Regions from separate parts of the Mus musculus genome. Here region 1 is linked to region 2. The links are chromatin contacts, called in public Hi-C maps. All regions are on one chromosome and are shown on one strand. The core of a region is the stretch at or near the end of the contact, and the rest is flanking DNA. Distances in the headings are between cores, read along the strand shown.

The links. Hi-C and Micro-C count contacts between places; a contact is called where the count stands out from the background.
Region 1: a contact with region 2 is called in a Hi-C map of liver, with 1.8 times the contacts expected there. The contact joins the enhancer-like site here to the promoter of Dlec1 in region 2. A contact is called at or near these places in 8 of 39 promoter capture datasets (the 3T3-L1 cell line, 3T3-L1-derived adipocytes, the HPC-7 cell line and 3 more), 19 of 484 Hi-C or Micro-C datasets (the HL-1 cell line, the MC38 cell line, adipose-derived mesenchymal stem cells and 13 more) and 4 of 115 datasets of contacts at active chromatin or transcription factors (bone marrow-derived macrophages and embryonic stem cells).

The regions. Positions count from the first base shown.
Region 1 is chr9:119,273,921-119,278,289 of GRCm38.p6, reverse strand. The region is part of intron 4 of Oxsr1 (oxidative-stress responsive 1); the gene reads left to right. Among named protein-coding and RNA genes, the nearest start is that of Oxsr1, 46 kb to the left of the region's middle. Within about 2 kb of position 1,754, at least 18 of the 459 cell types and tissues checked have an H3K27ac peak or open chromatin away from gene starts, as enhancers often do. A contact at or near this core is called in liver, where this site is marked.
Region 2 is chr9:119,100,046-119,104,205 of GRCm38.p6, reverse strand. It overlaps Dlec1 (deleted in lung and esophageal cancer 1), which reads right to left and starts at 1,697. Exons shown (of 37, transcript NM_177117.5): 1 at 1,281-1,697. The coding sequence starts at 1,691.

The sequences.
Region 1 (4,369 bases), core at 505-3,004, 170 kb before region 2:
GAATCTCTGACTTCAAGGCCAGCCTGATCTACAGAGAGTTCCAGGACAGCCAGGGCTGCACAGAAAGAGCCTGTCTCGGGTATGTGTGTATGGGGTAGGGGGCAAAACAACAAAACAAGATCTTCAGCTGACAACTGTACTTGACATCTTGAAAGATCCCTTGTCTTGTTGCATGTGCGGCCTGCCTGGTCTCTCAGAGTGCTCAGTGAGCCCTGCCATTGCTTTGCTTTTACCCCTGAAGCTGCTTCTACAGATGACATGTTTAGTTTGAAAGGGAAACACAGACTATCTGGCAAATTAATCAAGAAAAGTAGTTGCACTGAATGTAATAGAAGAGAAAGTGCGGAAAAGCCTCAAACACATGGGCACAGCGAAAAGTTCCTGAACAGAACAGCAGTGGCTTATGCTCTAAGACCAAGAATGGACAAACGGGACCTCATAAAATTGCAAAGCTTCTGTAAGGCAAAGGATATTGTCAATAGGACAAAGTGGCAGCCAGCAGATTGGGAAAGGATCTTTACCAACATACACCCTTACATCCGATAGAGAACTAATATCCATTATATACAAAGAACTCAAGAAGCTAGACTACAAAGAACCAAATAATCCTATAAAAATGGGATACAAAGCTAAACAAAGAATTCTCATCTGAGAAATACCAAATAACTGAGAAGCACCTAAAGAAATGTTCAACATCTTTAGTCATGAGGTAAATGCAAATCAAAACAACCCTGAGATTCCACCTCACACCAGTGAGAATGGCTAAGATCAAAAACTCAGGTGACAGCAGATGCTGATGAGGATGTGGAGAAAGAGGAACACTCCTCCATTGCTGGTGGGATTGCAAGTTGGTACAACCACTCTGGAAATCAGTCTGGTGGTTCCTCAGAAAATTGGACATAGTACTACCTGAAGACCCAGCTATACCACTCCTGGGCCCAAAAGATTCCCCAACATATAATAAGGACACATGCTCCACTATGTTCATAGCAGCCCTATTTATAATAGCCAGAAGCTGGAAAGAACCCAGATGTCCCTCAACAGAGGAATGGATACAGAAAATGTGGTACATTTACACAATGGAGTACTAGCTATTAAAAACAATGAATTCATGAAATTCTTAGGCAAATGGATGGAACTTGAAAATATCATCCTGAGTGAGGTAACTCAGTCACAAAAGAAAACACGGTATGCACTTACTGATAAGTGGGTATTGGCCTAAAAGTTCGGAATACCCAAGATAAAATTCACAGACCTTAATGAAGCCCAAGAAGAAGGAAGACAAAAGGGCGGATGCTTCAGAGCTTCTTAGAAGGGGGGCACAAAATACTCACAAGAGGAAATATGCAGACAAAGTGTGGAGCAGAGACGGAAGGAAAGGCCATCCAGAGACTTCCCCGTGGGGTAAAAATGGGGTCTGTGTCCACTTGGGGCTAGGGCTGCTGGGCGAGGCAGGACATGGGAAGTTTTGACTGCCCACACTCTCACAGAACTGCTGGGCGTGTTTCGGGCTGTGAGAGGCCGCAGGCCCCTGCTCCGGGGGTGGGGAAGGTGCAGTCTGAGGTCCCTGTGGACCTGCCGGGGTTGGCCTCACTCTTGGGCACCACAGACGCCTCTGGGTACTGTGGAAGAGTCAGTTCTGGGGTCCTTGGGCTGCACAGAGGCCACAGATGTCAGATTCTCAGTCTTAGACACCGCAGATGCCCCTGTGGACTCTGGCCTGGGGCAGAAGGGAAAAGGGCATGGAGAGGGCTCTGGCTGGTTACCTCGGTACTTGTCTTGCTCAGTCGGCAGCTTGGGTTGGCAGAAGCTGTGGCTGGGAACTCTGAGAGGCTTGGGTTGGCTGGCAGCCATGGCTAGAGCGCAGGGAGGTCTCCCTGCATGGCTCATTAGGGGAAGACCTGCTCCATTGCTCCAGCATGGTGGGTCCCGATGAAAAGGGGTAGTCCATGGTTCAAGGCTTTTTTTTTTGTAGAAAGGCAGAGAGAGGGAGAGAGTAGGAAAGTAGAAGCCAGCTATGGCCACATGGAGAGGAGGGAGGAAGGGAGGGGAGAAGCGAAGGCAGAAGGAGAGGGAGCAAGAGTAAGAGCGAGAGAATAAGAGGTAAAAGAAGAGGGGGGCAAGCAGCTCCTTTTATAGTAGGCTGTGCCATCCTGGCTGTGCCAGACCGACCGGGACCAGGCTGTCTGTGCACAGTTTGCTGCCCCACACTTCTCCACCTGAGAATCCATCCCATATATAGTTGCCAAACCAAGACGCTGTTGTTGCCGGGAAGTAGTTGCTTATGGGGGTTTGTAGCCCCGTGGGGGTGGGGCAACAGTGTCAACTGCCCAGACTTCCCGGAGCTCTGAGAGACTGGACCACCAACCAAAGAGGGCTTGTTGGACATCAGTGGGAGAAGTGGACCTTGGGCCTGAGGGTATTCGATGCCCCAGTGTAGGAGAATGCCAGGGCTGAAAGGCAGGAGTGAGTGAGTGAGTGAGTGGGTGGGTGGGTGGGGGAGAGCCCTCATAGAGGCAGGGGGAGGGGGACGAGATTGGGGGTTTCTGAAGAGGAGACCTGGAAAGGGGAAAACATTTGAAATGTAAATAAAATATCCTATTAAAAAAAAAAAGGAATAACTAATGATGGGGGTGGTGTGGGGGGTGGGATGAGGAACAAAAGAGCAAAAGAAAAAAAAAAAAAAAAAACCAGGATATATTTTGTAGAGCAAAGGTGGGTAAGGATTTGGCTGTGATAAACAGAAACAAACACAGAGGCATTTTGAATCTGGGTGTATTTTGCAAGGGTTTTATGCATAGAGAAACAGGTGTTAATCTCTGAAAAGCTGTGTTCAGTGAAACAGTGTAATAGAAGGGACATTGTAATAATCATTTGGTACAGCAAAGTACAAATACAAAATCATCCAAATATTACAATTTCAAAAGGGGTGTTTTCATTAAAACAGCCAGGTAGACCAAATATCACTATGATCATTTGGTACATCAAAATATAAAAATCATCCAAGGTTAGTGGCAAATTTCCTAGAATAAACTAATGAATTTTTTGTTTGTTTGTTTGTTTGTTTTTTCGAGACAGGGTTTCTCTGTGTAGCCCTGGCTGTCCTGGAACTCATTTTGTAGACCAGGTTGGCCTTGAACTCAGAAATCCGCCTGCCTCTGCCTCCCGAGTGCTGGGATCAAAGGCATGCGCCACCATGCCCGGCTTAAAGAGTCATATTAATTTTTTTTTAAAGATTTATTTCATTTATGTGAGTACATTGTAGCTGTCTTCAGATACACCAGAAGAGGGCAGCAGATCTTATTACAGAGCCACCATGTGGTTGCTGGGAATTGAACTCAGGACCTCTGGAAGAGCAGTCAGTGCTCTTAACCTCTGAGCCACCTCTCCAGCCCAAACTAATGAATTTTTTTTTTTTTTAAAGATTTATTTATTTATTATACGTAAGTACAATGTAGCTGTCTTCAGACACACCAGAAGAGGACATCAGATCAGATTACAGATGGTTGTGAGCCACCATGTGGTTGCTGGGATTTGAACTCAGGACCTTTGGAAGAGCAGTCAGTGCTCTTAACCGCTGAGCCATCTCTCCAGCCCAACTAATGAATTTTTATGATCAGTTACTGTTTAACTTCTAGCTCCTGTTTTCCTGTAAATCTTCAAAGCATAAATTTAAACTGTTTTAATTCTTTTTATTTAAGGCTTTCTTAAACAATATAACAAAACCTACATCTGATGACACACGTGTAGTCATATAAAATATTGTTGTTGGGAAAGTTATATTTATCAATACTATCTTATACATGAATTATAAAGTGAAGCACAGGTTTTCCCGGAGATGAGGTTATAGTTAGTGACTCCATTTCAAGGGATGGTTTCGTACCCATTATTCTTGCTTAAGATATCCCTCACAACTGCAAGGTCACCAAAGGCAAGGACACTCTCAGAGACACTAGTGAGACCTGGTAGCTAAATGTAATTAGCTGTCCTGGATGGAGTCTTGGATAAAAAGGGAACCTTGCTTAAAAAATAAGGGAACCTGAAGAAGTTGTATGGATGTGAGGGACATAGTAAAGAGCTCACTGAAATGTCCATTTCATGATAGTGCAGGGATGGTTATTGTGGATAAAAGTGAGAACAGCCAGAGTTGGAAGAGTTGAGAGCAGAGAGAAAATGAAACAGTCTGGACGTGGACATGGTCAGGGCTATCTGTGAGAGAGTCATGAGAGCAGCTGAGATCAGAGACAGCCTGGGGCCAGTGAGCATAGTGCATAGTGTGAGAGTCAGAGAGGCAAAGGGCCTGACTTGAAACTTACAAGTGTGTGTGAAAAGAGACTGAGGGATCTGCAGGCCAGCATGGGCTCTTATG
Region 2 (4,160 bases), core at 448-2,947:
ACCTCCTCTGAGAAAGCAGAACTGGGACAAGCCTTGAACATCAAGTACTGTGAGTAAGTCCAGCGGGCTGTACCTTGGACTTTCCAGGACGCCCTGATCCTAATACTTGGGTGTGAGAGTCGGGACCCCACCCAAAGCCATCAGTTAATGGCTCTTCACTGAAGTAAGTCCCTTGATCCCCCAAGTCATACAAATGCCATGTAACGGAGGCAGGGTTCAAGCCCCAGTACGGGGTTTTGAGCTTAATCATCAGACCGTGCAGTGTTTCTGTAGACAGAACTGCGAAAGACCAACAGCCAGTGAGGCTGTGTGGCGCTCTGAGCAAGAGAGCCTGGTGCTTTCAACAATTTCTGTGGGTAGAGAAGCCCCGTTTCACAACAATTGAGATCCATAACCATCAAAAGACTGAAAATAAGGTGCCACTGAGTCCTGAGGCATCAGTGGGAGTCCTGCATTCCTCCCTCTGAGGCTCAGGGAACATTAGGTGGGGGAAAGCCCGAGGAAAGGTGGAGTAAGGTGGAACGGTGTTTTCTGGAAACAATTTGCTTACTGCGAGCTTGATCTCATTCTGCCATGATTACCTGCCCAAGACAGGGTCTGCCAATATCCTGCCACCGAGGAGAAGGGCTTAACACTTTGTGTGTGGGGTGGGGGTGGGAAGCATAGCTTACCAGCAAGCATTTTTACCTGCTGAGCCATCTTACCAACTCCTATATTTTCTTTTTCACAGTTTTGTTTGTTTTGCCTTGGTGGAGGTTGAGGGTTTTGTGTTACCCTTGCCAGGCAAGCACTCAACACTGAGGTGTACCCCACTCCCGAAGTATTCATGGCTACTGAATCCTCACTGCCTAGCATTGAGCATGGCACACAGTAGTCATGTGTTAGAAAGGAATGAATGATGCTAGGTTATGTCGTTTAAAGAGAGAGTAAAGGACAGAAAGGCGTGACAAAGAATAAGGAAAGATCCGACGGGCAGATACAGGGGAGAGTTGGGAAGGGAGTCTTCGACCGCAGGTCACAAAGAGGCAGGATCATTACACTTGACCCCAGTGCAAAAGAGGAAACCACGCTGCTGACCCAGAAATGTGGGCAAAAATGCCTAACCATGATTGGATCTGTCTGCACCAGTTGTTTCGTTTATATTTGCAACATATAATGTGCTTGTGCGCAGAGAAAGGCGCTGGAGATGTCATTTATATGCGTATGTATCAAGTTTGGATAGGGTTCTTCACTTTGGCGCGGCTGCATCCGGACCGTAAACCGGGATGCACCCACTATACCTGCTGCAGCTGGTCAAGGAACTCTTCGTGGCGCGCATCCTCACTGCCGCGGGCCTTGATCAAACTGTCGCTCAAGTCATCTCCGATCACCTGGGCGGTGTACAAGTTTCGGAAGACTCGGGCAAGCAGATGTGAGATTTCCTGCGTGCGCAACGAGGCGGGGCGTAGACGCAGCGTCTGCGGCTCCGGGAGTGGAGGGAGCGCGTGGAACCCGGCGCGGAGGGACCGCGTAGGGAAGCCGAAATGGCAATCATCCATTAAGACGGTCGAGGAATGCAAGGACTTCCTGATGGACCAGCTGAGACTGGCGGACTCGAGCTGGTGTGGGACAGACAAAAACTGGGTCTCCAAGGACGACATAACGGCCGAGGAAGCTGTGCATTGCTGCTCTTCCTTGCTCTCGGAATCCATGGCAACAGAGACGCTGCAGACTCCGGGTCCCACTTCTTCTTCCGGCTCCGCCTCTTCCGTCTAGCTTTTCCTTTAGAAGAGCGTCACCACTGTCGTCATCTAAAAGTTTGCATTCCTAACGTCCAGCTAGGTAATCTAGCTTAGCTCAGACTCACCATTCCACCCCCGCCTCCTCCTTAGCCTCCCGAGGGCTGGACATAGGCGAACGTCACTGTGAGAACTAGCGTCTCTTCTATATTTTCTTTGTAAAACTTTATTTTTATTTTGTGTGTCTCTCTGTGTGTATATATGTGCCGTTGCCCGTGGAGGCCAGAAGAGGGGGTCGGATCTCTGGGAGCTGCTAGGCAATTGTAAGCCACCTGACATGGGTTCTGGGAACTAACCCGCTGGTCCCCTGGTTCTTAATGGCTGAGCCATTTCTTCAGCCCCAGCATCACCCTTTTCAGAGACGGGCTTATTATGAAGTTTGATGGAAAAAAAGATTCACTGTTGTGCTGGTCTGACTGCATACAAAGCCGTGTTTCTTACTACCCAAGTGCCGCCATCCCTATTTTAATTTGCTCAGACTGTTCTTCACATATATTGTTGTTTGGTTGGTTTTGTTTTAAACAATCCCTTGTTTTTGCTTTTACTTTGACACAGCGTCTCACTCTGAAGCTCTCAGGCTGGGTTGGAGGTCACTTTTGAGACCTGGGCTGTGACTCTCCAGGAATCCTCCAGCCCTTCACTGGCAGCATTAAGTACCAAGCAATCAGCAAGTACAGACGGCCACTGTTGGTGAGCCGTTCTATGCCCTCCTCTGTACTGTGCACTTGTTGTTCTGGTTCCTTTCCTCTAGAGAACCCAGCCAATAGAGGGTGTGAGGCTGAGCCGCACACCTTAATCCCAGCGCTCAATGGGCAGAGGCTAGCAGATCTCTAAGTGTGAGTCCAGCCTGCTCTACAAAGCAAGTTCCATGCCAGCCAGGATTATTTAGTGAGACCCTTTCTCAAAAGCAAAATAAAATAAAATAAAAAGGGGGGCGCTGGAGAGATGGCCCAGTGGTTATAAGCACTGAGGTCCTGAGTTCAATTCCCAGCAACTACATGGTGACTCACAACCATCTGTAATGGGATCTGATGCCATCTTCTAGTGTGTCTGAAGACAGTGACAGTGTACTCACATACATACAATAAATATTTTTAAAAATAAAAAGATTAATTTTTCTTTTATGTGTATGGGTGTTTTGCCTATATGTATGTATGTGCACCATGCTGTCAGCTCTGTACCTCCAGATACCCTTGCCTAGGTAACACAGATGCCAAAATAGTCACTTTCTACTTAGGTGTGAGTTTGCTCGCCTTACAGCCCTGAACCCACTTCCTGAGTCGAGTCCCAGGATGTTCACCCACAGACCTGAGCCATTTCCGCGGCTCTTGGCTGGCCCCCTCATCTGTTCTTTGAGGGAACCTTACTGTCCAGAGAGTAGGAGAAGCAGAGAGCCTTGTTAAGGTGTGCACCCGGAAGGAGCAGGCTCTGGCTGCCTCTCTGCTACATTCTTTCCTGCAAGGAAGGAGTTCACCCACCCAGGTGAAAAGCCCACGGCCGGCTCTAGGTACCTGAGACTCTGGGAGCATTCCCCAAATATCCTGAGTTTCCAGGACCATGGCAGGCCTCCTCTCTAACTGCCTGCTCCTAGTGCTAACTGGAATGTGCAGCAAGGGGAGCTTGAGAGAGGAACGAACATGGGCAGAAAGGCCATCTGTCTGGTTTTCGACACACACACACCCCCGGTTCCCAGTGTTCCCAGGGAGGGGCTTTCTGTGGGGAGAGTAGCAGAGTAGCAGCCGAGTGGGCGTGGCCCTGGCAGCCGAGTGGGCGTGGCCCTGGTGTAAGGGACCGTCTCCCCAGACCGAGGGATCCTGTCACTAGCAGCTGACTCCACTGTGGAAGATGCCCGGCAGGGCATCGGGAGAATTGACTCTTGTTGCTCTTCTGTGCTTTTCCACTCTACCCAGGTGACCTCACAGAAAGTCCCAGGGAGGCTGAGCCTGTCACAGAGATGTTCCCCACCCCTCTTCTCTGCATGTCCCATCTTACTGTCCGCTCAGCTGACCCGTCTAAGCCAAAGTCTCTCACAACGTCAGCCCTTCTGGTGGCAAAGGCCACTCCAGCTGTCCTCCTGTAGGTGGCTCTACAACTCCCTCCCTGCCTGTCACCCCTACTTCTCTTGCTTTCCACTGTCCTCTCTTCACCCCTTCTCTGTCCAACTGTCCATCCATCCATCTGTCCATCTGTCCGTCTGTCCAGGCACCTACCCAGGAGACTCTGTGAGCATAAAGGGAAGTCCTGATGAGCCTCTTTGTTCATGGCATAGTCTCTTCTGCAGCCTGTGATTGTGTTTATTTATCTGTCTCTTGCTTTCACACACACTTCTTTCTTTCTTTTTTTTTTTTTTTTTTTTTTTACTTTCATACGTGAAGTAATCAT